Regions from separate parts of the Dromaius novaehollandiae genome. Here region 2 is linked to region 1. Evidence: chromatin contacts called from public Hi-C data. All regions are on one chromosome and are shown on one strand. Each heading gives the region's core, a stretch centred on a gene start, on an enhancer-like site or on the middle of the called end of the contact. The rest is flanking DNA. Distances are from core to core; before and after follow the strand shown. Region 1 overlaps PTPRM (protein tyrosine phosphatase receptor type M). Region 2 holds the start of PTPRM (protein tyrosine phosphatase receptor type M).

Region 1 (6,095 bases), core at 2,227-4,726:
AAGGTGCTGAATGCGAGTGAAAGTGCAGTTTGCAAAGACAGCCTCAAGTTCCTCTTGGAAATGCCTGGACTATTGAAATGGCTTCACCACTGCAGGTCTGCTCTCCTCAGCAGTCTAGGGTACTTAATCTCTGCATATCTCTGTGAAGGAAGAAGGGTACTGGAGGCACTGGCACAGTAAAGCAATGTGTAGAGCTCTGCAGCCCAGGATCAGCTGAGCAAGTTTTGGTGCCAGAAGCTGGCCAGCTGACCCACCAGTGCTCTGGAGCTGAGCTAACAGCAGGATTTTGCTCTTGGAACAGAAACAAGTTTCTATGTGCCTGCTGTTCTGCTCTGTGCAGGCACATCAGTCCCATCAGAGCACAGGATCTGAGTAGTATGTCCATGATTTCATGGTCGTGCAAGGGATTAAGAGAGGCTTTGAGGAGCTCCAACTAATCCCATAGCCATCATACCAGCCTTCCTCTTGGCATGGGACCACCCTTCTCAATGACAGTGCTCTGCGGTCAGCCTTTCTTCCCCACCAGGGCTTTACTAAATCGGACTGATTTACACCCTTTTTGAATAACCAGTGCTCAAACATAGGTAATGAAATAGAGGCAATCCAAATTCTTCTGTTGTACTCGCAATGGAGGCAGGAACACTACAATAGCTTTAGCGTGGGTCACCTAAAGCAATCCTCCTATAATTTTGTTTTATGGCCAAAATATGCCTGCAGAGGCCAGATTTGGCCTGTCAGCTTAATTTTATCAGTTGGTAGTATGCCAGCAGTATACGTGATTCTTCAAAGGCATCACACTGATTCCCTCAAGTGAAAAGCAGGTAGCATATTGCTACTACCAGACATGTCCGGAAAGCCAACTGTTCTGGGCAGAAGTTGAATCAGAGGGCATCCAGCCGGCAACCTAGGATTGCACTTGTGGATCGACCTAGCTACTTCAAGGGGACATAGGGCAGCAGGAGATGGGGACAGATAGCTCTGAGTCATCACTGGAAGAAATTAGACTGAGCTAATAAAATTTACAGAGATCTCTCCCGGTATGGGAGCAGTGAACAACAGAAAGACTGCTGGTTGCCTTTATACAGATCCATTCATCAGATGGTGCCAAACAGTATCTTAAATGTTGTATTTCTCAATACTCTTCTGTGCCTCTTTTAGAAAAGTGTAAAATGAGGTATAGATCAATTAACTGACTTGCTCAAAGGCAAAGAAAGAAAGAAAGTGAGGAACTTGTGAAAAAGAAAGACTGGATTTAATCTTCTGTCAAAGATTGCTTTAATAACTAATGAAATGTTCTTAATCACAATATATTTTTTGTTTCGGAAGTATTTAAATAAAAGTACTTTCAATTATTGGATGTTCTTTTACTTCAAGTCAGTCACATAAAAGTATACATTGTTATCCTAGTTATACCTCTAAAGCCTGTAAAAAGTTTTCACTGGTGAGCTTAGTTGGCTTTTTCATTTTACGTCCTAGAGATTTCATTTCAAAAATTTATGTCTGTCTTATAATCCTTACTTAGTTCAGGATTAATTTTAAATTAGAATATATAATACTGTTCTTCACTAATGACAATCCATGCAGTGCATAGCCAGCTATATCACCTTTTACTAAGAGTATTTCAGAATCAAAGCAAATTGGACACTCTGAATAATCAGTGTTATTTAAACTGTTCTGTAGGAACTATAAAGTAAATTTCACAGCCAGCTCACATATCAATTCTGTAATATTCCTCCTATTTCAAGCCTCTAAGGAAGTGAATTATTGTCCTGGCTTTCATACTGCCTTTAGCTAGATGTGTTGCATTGCCAAATGGCTAAATACACTGCTTCAGAAGTCACAATTTGTGTTCATTATCTATCTACTTCCTGCATTGTTTGTTATATTTAGAAATAGCAAGTACAACTTTTCACCTTTATTGTTAGTTCGTATTTTCTCACTGTTTTTCTCTGGGGGTTTTTTTTGGGGGGGAGGGGAAGTAGATAATGATCTTCTCCAAATCTCTAAAATTATTAGTAAAATAAGCATGTATGGAACAATTGGGCAGTGTACCTTGGAATGAATAGATTAAACCAGAGCATTTTCATTATGTCTCTGGCAATCACCCTTTTACCTCATCATGTGATGAACATCTGTATTTTTTGGCAATATGTTAGGATATAAATGTGGGGTGTATCTGAACAAACTCTCAATTATAGTTCTGCTTAGATGAGATTTCCAAATTATGTTTTCTATTTTGTGGCTGATATTTACGGTTATGATGGCAACTGTGTGAAAAAACAAATCTAATGTATTTAATATTCAGTTCTAGATTCCTGTATCTATTATTTAGCTAAACCTTCTGTTTGTAGTTTTTTTGTAAAATATGTACCAAATATTTATACAAAGGGAAAGAGATTCATCAAGACACAGTAGCTAAAGCTATGCTAAAAAGAAAAACTGGGCAAACATATGTTGCCAGCAGTATTCCTCATATTAGACGAGTAAAACCATATTCTATTTTGTTGCAATTGTCTTTCCTTATACAAATAAAAGCCCTGATCCAATAAACATTTATGATTGTGATTTCCATTTACACTAATTTACTTCCCTCTTTAAGACCCCTCTGTATTTATTTGAGAGGTCCTGGGGAAGATAAGAAATTGGTCTTTAAGCATTTATTTAACTTTTGGCTCATTGGAAGTCCATCAAGTTCCCGTGCATAAAGCTCACCACGTGCAGCTGCACTGCGGGACAGGAGCCAAAAGTAGAGGGAAAAAAACCTGAATTTAAAAAAAAAAAAAGTTTAATTTTTTTTTCTCCCAGTAAGTGAATCGCTTAGTGTTGGTCTGTGGCTCTGACTGCAGCTCTGGCACTGTTCCCACAGCTGTTACAGCCCCTATTCCAGTAGGGAGAGTTTTCAGGAAATTGTGTTGTCGTGGATCCTCCTGCTCGGCTCCAGCCTGCTCTGTGCCCAAAATCCCTGTGCAAGGAAATGAGAAAGCCCCCGAGGGCCCGAGCTGTGTGAGGCACCAAGGGCTGTAACTTTGCCACCGCATCCCCCCATGCTTCCTGAATTATTCCACTGGATCATCTTAAATAAGGTTTAAAGAAAGAGGGGATGCGAATCTGGCAGTTGAGGCAAAAGGTGGTGAGGTCTGTGCCCTTCTAAATTGGGCTCTCTAAGTGTCCCTCCTCCTTAGTTGTAATCCAGCCTGTCTAGACTTACCAAGATAGAAACAGGCATGTTTTCCTTCAAAGCTGAGCAACTTAATTCAGCCAGTTTTTTTCTCCCCCCTCCCAATTGTTTATTTTACTAAATTGGCGCCGTTTTGAGGATGGCAGGCACCCATCAGAAAGGAACGAGGCTAAAGTTAGCTACAAAAGCTGTGCTGATCACTGGTCATGCTGCGACGAGGAGCACTGCTGCAGCTGCTTCCTTTGCCATACGTGCGCTGGCCCTGTTTGTGTGGCTCAGAGTCCACCTATGGAAAGGATAAGGGAATAGGCAGGAAAAGGAGATTGGCTCCAGAGACGAGGTTGTCAGTGGGCTGCTCCAGCAGTATGAATTGCCTTATTCTGCATGGAGAGGCAAAAACTCATCTTAGTCATAGGTAGGCAGGAAAAACCCGCTTCAGAGAGTTCCCAGCAGTGACTGTAAAGGGTGAGTTTGCTGGCAGGAGAGATTTGAGCAGGGTGAAGAGTCTGGATTATTTTAACAGTACAGACAAAACAATGAGTCTTCAATGTGTTTCGTATGGCCCCTATCACAGGGTTTTTTGGAAATACTTCCAAACAAGATAAAATCTAAATAAACATCAAGTAGATGCTACACTAGATAATAGCAGCAACTGCTTGCAGTTCTTTTTAATGCTTTTAAAATGGTTGTTCATAGCTTGTAGCCAACGGATAGGCATGGGAGATGACTACAGGCTTGCTGGAGGTCCTGAGGCTTAGGCACCCTTGGGATGGTTCCCCTGTAAGCTGGAGAGGGGCCCTAGGGCTGATGTTGATGCTGGGAACCATCTTGTCCCTACTGAGGGCCTGTCCGCCCCCAGCCAGTGCAATAGTGGAGGGAAGCAGTTTTGACAAACTTGGCGCCTGGTCCTGGAGCGCTGGGGGTACTGTGGGATGCCCCCACAGCGGGGCTCTCCCCGCGGAAGGGGGCTGTGTGACCTGTTGTTTGCCGACAGTCCTGAAACTGTGTTTAACACCAGATGAAACGTTAAGGAAAACATGAAGAAGGCTTCTCAGCCAATACTAATGCAGTTACTAGGTCTGAAGACAGGCATAGAGCGATAAATAAAAACCTGCTTAGAGCTACGTGAACTTCACATCTGCTCTAGGAGCTTTTTACCAGCTGTGTAAGCAGGAATAAGCTGTTAGGATGCTTGTATAATTTTGTGGCTGGGAGCCAGTCCTTAAGATCAGGGCACTCTTTTCGCTGAAGAGGATCCTGATACAGGGCTGTGTTTTCTAAACCTTCGCTCAGTTCTCAGTTCAGATTTAAATTTTATCCAGCTAAAGAGTTTCCTTTGGTTTATAATTTGATGAGATCGTCACTACTGAACTGTTGGCCATGCCCTGACAAACTCTTGATTTCATCAGCCAACATTACCCGTTTGGTGTGGCAAGAGCTATCTTCTGCCCAGACAGAGGTTGTTAGTGGTTATCAGCTACTTCACTAGAAACAACTTTTGAGGAAGACATTTTCTTCTGCCTGACAGGACAAGGTTCAACTCTCTGCGTAATCCTGTGTATATTAAACTTAGAGTTTGTATAAATAAATCTGTTGAATCATGCTTTACAGTTTTCATTGTGTGATTATATACATGTGCTTCATTTTTACCTCTTACTCAAGACTAGGCATAATAGTAATCCAAATATTTTGGCAAGATAATGGGTTTGAGAAGTACTCTTACAGTTTTGAAGTTTAATATATTTTTAATTTTGTATCAATTTTCCATTCAAAATTTGAAGTGTTTTTTTCAACGCAACCCATTTAAGCTTATATTTAAATAAACCAGTCCACTTACATGTATTAAACGATCAGTTTTTAGTTTTCTCTTCGGTGAGAGAAGGGGAGAAAGAGAGAAAACATTTCATATAGCAGATGTATAACAGATGCTACTCCTAGCACGTACTGCACTACTGGACGATGGCCAGTTGCGGTGCTGATAGCATAGCTATTACCGTAATAGAGCAGAAGAAAATGTGGCAATGTAATTAATGTGCTAGCTTCCCCACCCACCACCTTGTCCACACAGACAGGAAGGAGGTGAAAAGTCTTAAGTATGTCTAGTTACCTGCATGCTAATATACAATCTCCTCAGCCACACACTTTAAAAAACAGCAGAGTAATATTACATGCCTTCCTTAAGCATGCATTAAATACTGTGAAGTCCATCCCATGTAGACCACCCCAGGGCTCAGAAAATCTGAAAGAGAGTTTACAGAACCCACCTTCTTTCTGTCTCCATATCCAGGATAAATTTGCCAAGAAAGCACAGCTCCAGAAGCCTACAGAAATTAGTAAGAGGAGGAGGGGAAGTCATCTCACCTAGCCTTAGCCACCTACAAGGCGAACGTGTAGGCTACTGCGGTCCCCTAGACTCGCTTCATGGCTAACAGAGATAAAGGCAGCTCTGGAGGGCGTTCATCCTGCCCACCTTAGTTTGAGTTGAGTGAGATGAATCCCATGTTTGGGGTCGTCTAGGGGAACGGTGTTAAAGCCTAGAAATAAAACTCATCTCTTGACTTCAAGTGTTGTGTTTTGTCATTTGACCTCTCAATAGGCTCTTTGAAAAGTTAATCTGAAAAAAAAAGATATTTTTCTAATACTAGAGAAGATCCTTCCTGCTCAAAAAACACCTTTTCATTTTAGAAGGTAGGAAGATATTTTTTTAAAAAATCAATGAGTAGCAATTGGGGAAAAAAGCTCCACTTGGTAGTTTCTCCCACTGGACACACCCTGAGCTGGAAAGCACAGGAAATGAGCAGTTACTGTAACTGGCTTCTGCACAATATAAATGTCCCTTGTGCTAGGTACAAATTTGCCTTTCTTTGCTAAATGCAACACAAATACCACTTGCAACTCAGAAAGCTGCCTTAAAAAA
Region 2 (6,095 bases), core at 2,357-4,856, 460 kb before region 1:
GAGAGGGCAGCTTAGCCAGTCAAGTTTGTGTAATAAACAGTATAATTATACAGAATTTATTGTTGAGTTGGTTAATTTTCAGTTTCAGTTGTTGTTCATTTTTCAGCTATTCTCATTGTTTTAGCTATTCCCCAGAGCGTAACTGTTTCTTTGATTTATTCTAATTAACACAGAATGGTTATGTCCTTGAAGTTCAATGACTAACTCTCATGGCAAAGAAGGCCAACAATGTTGTGGGCTGCATTAGGCAGAGAGCATCGCCAGCAGGTCAGGGGAGGTGATTCTTCCCCTCTGCTAGGCATCGGTTAGGGTACACCTGGAGTGCTGGGTCCAGTGCTGGGCTTCCCAGGACTAGAGAGACAGGGACATACTGCATTGAATCCAACCAAGGGCCACACACACGATTAAAATGACTGGAGCATTTCTCATACGTGGAGTGGCTGAGAGAGCCAGGACTGTTCAGCACGTAGAAGAGAAGGCTCAGGGGGGATCTTATCAATGTGTATAAATACCTGACAGGGTTGTGTGTGTTTGTGTGTGTATGTGTAATGGAGGATGGAGCCAGACTCTTCTTGCTGCTGCCCAGTGAGAGGACGAGAGGCAGTGGGTACAAACTGAAACACATGAAATTCCACTTGAACATAAGAAAATACTTCTTAGCTGTGAGGGTGGTTGAACACTGTAACAGGTTGCCCAGAGGGGTTGTGGAGTCTCCATCCTCGGAGGCACTCAGAACCCAACTGGACATGGCCCTGAGCAACCTGTTCTAGCTGACCCTGCTTGATCTAGATGATCTCCAGAGAGGTGCCTTCCAAACCCAACTATTCTGTGATTCTGTAATTTAAAAATTCCATTTTTAAAAACAAACAAAAATCTTGCAATGACGGTTGCTTGAGTGCATTTCCTATTAATGTGCATTAAAATTTGGAAAATGAATAGTTATTGTTAACTTTCAGGTTCATTTTTCTCTTATTGCATGTGCCTTGCTACTCAGCTATTTCATTCTTTGACCCCTTCCAACAATAGTAACTAGTCCGTATTTGTGATCTTGTATGTTCCTCAAGCGGGGGGGGGCGGAAATATCCTCCCTTCAGGTACTTCTTTGAGGTGATTCTGTTCAAGAACAGATGCCAAGCCCCTGTTTGTCAGTTGAAAACAAGAGGAAACTAATTTCTTTGCAGATGTTTCCAATCCCCTTTCCAGTCTCCAGATGCAGCTTAGATCTTAATGAACTCTCATGGAGGTTTTCTTGCATTCACATCACTGGTGAACCTGTGGTTCTCTCTAGTGCTTTCTTAGTGCTCTACTATTTTTTTTTTTTTTTGAGTGAACATGAAAACAGTTCAGAAGCATTACAATCTCAAATGTCAGTGAAACACAGCTAACTTAATTCCTCATCAGCCATGTGTGACCTGTGTTTTCAGTTGTTCTTGTTGTTCTAGCTATTCCCCAGAGCTTAACTGTTTTTTTGATTTATTCTAATTAACACAAATGGTTACGTCCTTGAAGTTCAATGACTTTAGACTAACTCCCAATATAACTGTGACCAAAGACTCTTACTTCTGTAATCCATAGAACTGGGTGACTTTATGTCTCATCTTCACTAAGATATGAGTGGAGAGCTGTGGATACAAGAGTGGAATCTCTGTTTGCCTGTGAAGAAAATGGGTCAGAGTTAAGGTTATATGTCATAACATTATACTCTTTTGCACTGTGTTAGGACTGACATTAGCATAGTTTTTATGTGTGTCTGGACATTATGAACCTAGAAAGAAGTTACCATTAGCATAAGTACTGGCTTAACTGTTGTTTTCAGGATTTTTAGTAATAGATCTACTATAGCAGATAAATTTTAAAATTTTAAAAATTTAAATTTTAAAAGTTAAACTGCTTATTATCAGACCGAGTTTTCTTTTTACCAGTTTTGTAGTTACAAAGACAACACTTTTCAAGACTATCTATAGTTTCTAACTTGGAGAAAATATAACTTCAGCTTTTAGAAAGCATAAAATGTGCATAAATTATGCACCTACAAAGAAGTTGCAAAATACAAAACCCCTAGAATTACTATTGCTACAAACCACTAGGTTTTCAAAGTTCCTGGGAATTAAGGTAACCTTTTTCGGGGGGGAAGACTGGGAAATCCCAGATAAATAATTTAAAAAGAAAAAAAACCCCCAAAGCTCACAATTTAAAGAAAGTCTGACGTCAGGAAATGCAACAATTAATGCTACTCTGCCCCCTTGTGTTAGCTTTTGAGGTCGCTGCCTTACCCCCACACGTCTGAAAGTTCACGCTCTTTCGTGAAAACACAGCAGCAATATCGTGGCAACAGAATGAACGGGGGGTCGGAGGACAGGACACAGCTACGTGCCGGAGTCTGAGGACGATGTATTATATGTAAAATTAATGATTTGTGCATATTTTGTGTTATGTGCACTGTAACTTGCAGTGCAGAAGAGGGGGATGGGGGCAGTTCGGGCTTTAGTTGCGAGGCAGGGACTGAAGCAGGCTAACTGTGCACGGGTGGCACACAAACCCGAGGGCCTGCTCTGCAGGGAGACCTGGAGCGCCTAAGTTTGGGTTAGTAAGGGTCAGACCCTTATCTGCAGCATTATTTAGATTCTCGTCTTTACTGCTTCATTTGCAACCAACCCTAGGGAATAAACAGGCATTAAATTTGGCCTGACATTTGCGCTTGAAATAAAAATAAAGCTTTCATGAAAGCGATAGCCAATAAAAATATTTCCACCTTTAGCCGTCCAATTTAGAAAGAATTAGTTTAAAACCAATAAACACGTCTGGGGACTAGAGCCTCCAGGAGTCAAAGCCAGAAAGTGAAACGGATTATCAAGCAACTTATTTCATGGCTGCTGTGGAGAAAAATGCTAGAAATCATGGATTGTGAATAATGAAAGGTGAAGTGGCATTTTAAAATGGCTTTGCTTTCATCATTTAATATCTCATCGTGCAAATTCTTGACGTCATTATTTTTTAAACTCATAGGAGTTGCACTGAAACCCCTCTGGAGGGGTGAAGGGTGGGTGTAACTGAAAGCAGGCTTAGGAGCTAAAGTTTTATTAGCAGCAATATGAATTAAGAGCAGTTTATTAACTTTAACGTTATTAATTTATTTAGTGCTGCCTGTCGCCAGCCCAGAGAAACTAAACAACGCCTTATTTTCTGTTTTGGCATCGGCCCTGTGCTGGGGAGGACAGGGCTCCCCACTTGCCGCTCGCAGGGAACAGCGAGCGAGCGAGCGACCGGCCTCCGACGGGGCCTCCGACGGGGCCTCCGACGGGCTCCGCACCGGCCGCAGAGGCGAAGCGGCGGCGGAGGCCGCGCCCGGGCGCTCCCCTGGCCCCGTGGCGGCGCTCGGCGCGGCGCAGCCCGGCGGCTCGCGAAGTTGACGAGACGCGTGGGTGAGTCCCCGCCCCGCCGCCGTGCCTGCTTTTCTCCCCCGCTGCCCGGGGAACTTTCGGCACCTTCCCGCCAGGCGCGCAGCCGCCGCTCCGCCGAACGAAGCGGCCCCGCGGGGAGCGGCGGGGGGGGGCAGGGGCCGCTGCCGAGCCCCGGTGCGCGGCACCCCGCCGCCCCGCGCCGCCTCGCCCCGCGCTGCCCTCTAGCGGCGGCGGACGGCGGCGCCGGCGGCTGGGCGTGACTTTCCGCGCTCCCTCCAGCCTGCCGGGGGGGGACCGCGAGTCAGTGAGGAGCCGAGCTGAGCCGGGACCAGCGGCGGCGGCGCCGCGCGAGGAGACTCCGGGCTGAAGGGTGACCCCAGCCCCCGGGGAGGAGAGCGGCGGGGCCCTGGGGACGCGGCACGGCGGCGGGCGGGCAGCTCCGGGCGCTTGGCGCCCCGCTCGCCGTGCCCGGGGACGCGAGGAGAGCAGAGCAGAGCAGCCCGCGGGCACCGCGCGGGGGAGCCGACCCCCTCCCCGCCTGCCCCACCGACTGGAGGGGGCGAGAGGGGCGCCTCCTACTTTGGCAAACACTTTGGCACTTTGCTGGCTGCGGAGCAGGAAGGGGGGGGAGTTGGTTGGAAATATGGGGAAAGTTGGAACTTGCCTGGTTACTTTGGCCGGACTTTTGCTGGCGGCGGGAGCGCAGACGTTCACAGGTAAGGAGCCTCCCGGGCCGCGCCGCGGGCGGCCGTTGGCGAGCGAACGGTCGCGGGGGGGGAGGGGGCTGCGGTGCTGATGGGCGTTCGGTCGGGGTGCGCCCACCGCTCCGGGCTGGGAGGGGGGAGCACAGCTCGGATGTGCTGCGTACGCGGGGGAAGAGCGAGGGGGCAAAGGGGGGCGAGGCGGGGCCGGGCCGGGCCGCTGAGGGGAAGGGCGCGGGGCGGCGGCGGCGGCGGGACGGGGGTCGCCCGCCCTCCCTCTCCGCCGCAGCCGACTTCCCCGAAGTTTCCTGCCGCCCCGGCCGCCCCACGGCGGAGAAACTTTTGCGGGGCCCGCGGCGCTGCTGGCCGCCGGCGCCGCCTCCTGCGCGGCCGCTCAGCCCCGAAAGTGGCGTCGCCTCGAGGTGCGGCGCGGAAAGGGCGGCGCGGCCGGCGGCGCAGTGCCGGTGCCCGGAGCGCGGAACCGCTGCCCGCGCCGGCCCCTGTGTCCCGGCGGTGCCCGGCCTCGCGGCCGGCGGGGAGCAGGGCGAAGTGCTCGGTGAACGCCACTTCTATCTATCTGTCTATCTATTTTTTCCTCCTCTCACTGAAATCTCAGACTCGTTACCTTAGTCTTGAATCCTCGGACTTGCTCCGCTGCCCACGTAGTTTCCAAATACGCCTCGAAGAAACCCGTAATTTCGGGCAGAAATCTGGTTGTGAAATAGTTTTTCTGCGCTCGGCTGGAAGGAGTAACTTCAGATTTTTCTTTGCTTGTTTGTTTGTGACGTGAAGTTAGTGCAACTGAAAAGCGCATTAAAGAAATTGAAGACATCTGGTCTTCAGTTCATGCTAAACGTGCTTTGATCTGGTGGGAAGCAGTACTTCTGACTTCTCTTGTTGCTCCGGCTGTCGAATAGTTTGTATTTTTGTGTATTACATGTTGCTTCTATGCAGCACTGTGTCACAACCAAGTTTTGTGTGTAGGAATTGATAGCCTGTTTTTAAACTTTTTAAATTATTTTTAAAATATTTTATTATCCTGTTAGGTTGCAGCAACCCTTTGTGTATTCAGCTGCATTTTCCTTAATTTCTCTTAGGTATTTCTGCTGCAGATAAGACAGAGGGTTCCTGAGCAGAAGAATGTTCTTGTACTAAGAGGACAGTTAACAGTGATGACATCTCTTCCAAATGCTCATGTTAGGGTGAAGCTATCCCCTGTTGTGAATTATGGAACCAAACTCATGTGTATTAGTCCTATAACTCATGAATATTTTAAGTGTAGTGTCCAGACTTCAGCAAGAGCTCTTGCCTTATTAAGATAAATCCATAACTCATTGCTGACCTGTGTGAACTGTCTTACTTCTTGTTTAAACTTAAGCTAGGGCAACTCTTCTTCTCTTGGATATTTAAATGACTTGTGCATGTGATATGTTAATACTACGCTAGGGTAAGCATTTAAGTGCTGTTCATGTTGCTGAAGAAGAGTCCCACATTAATGTTAGGTTTGTAGCTGTTGTATACAGTGCCATTGCCACACGCTGTGGAAAGAACTGTGATTTAAAACACAAACAATTCAGAAATATCCTTAAGTGATTTAATATCCTGTGCATACAGTTATTCAAAATATGTAATTCCAATGCTTCTGAAGTGCTGAATAGGAGATGCTGCAATTTACAGACTTCAGTGAAATTGCAGAGGATGTCACTGAATGCAGATTTTGGCCTATTCTCTCCCCGTGTGCATATGTGCATGTGTAGTAAATATTAAGTATAAAGATTAATTGTAAAGGTGAATGTACAGATTTTTTGGTATTGATTCCTGGCACTCACTTGGAACAAAATTGATGAATTTTCCATTTTTATAGTTTACCATTTGAAGCATGTGCCTGGGAGTCATTTTTGCTCAGGGGAGAAATTTGCTATTGCTTTTGTTAAAAGCTTGATGCATCAGTGTCAGAGAAATTAAATTACGGAAAAGTCTGTCCTTGAGTTGT

The links. Hi-C and Micro-C count contacts between places; a contact is called where the count stands out from the background.
Region 2: a Hi-C map of brain shows a contact between it and region 1, with 2.3 times the contacts expected there. The contact joins the promoter of PTPRM here to the enhancer-like site in region 1. A contact is called at or near these places in 3 of 4 Hi-C or Micro-C datasets (brain, liver and ovary).

The regions. Positions count from the first base shown.
Region 1 is chr2:115,344,077-115,350,171 of bDroNov1.hap1, reverse strand. The region is part of intron 24 of PTPRM (protein tyrosine phosphatase receptor type M); the gene reads left to right. Among named protein-coding and RNA genes, the nearest start is that of RAB12, 68 kb to the right of the region's middle. Within about 2 kb of position 3,476, at least 2 of the 2 cell types and tissues checked have open chromatin away from gene starts, as enhancers often do.
Region 2 is chr2:115,802,431-115,808,525 of bDroNov1.hap1, reverse strand. It overlaps PTPRM (protein tyrosine phosphatase receptor type M), which reads left to right and starts at 3,606. Exons shown (of 34, transcript XM_064507225.1): 1 at 3,606-4,117. The coding sequence starts at 4,045.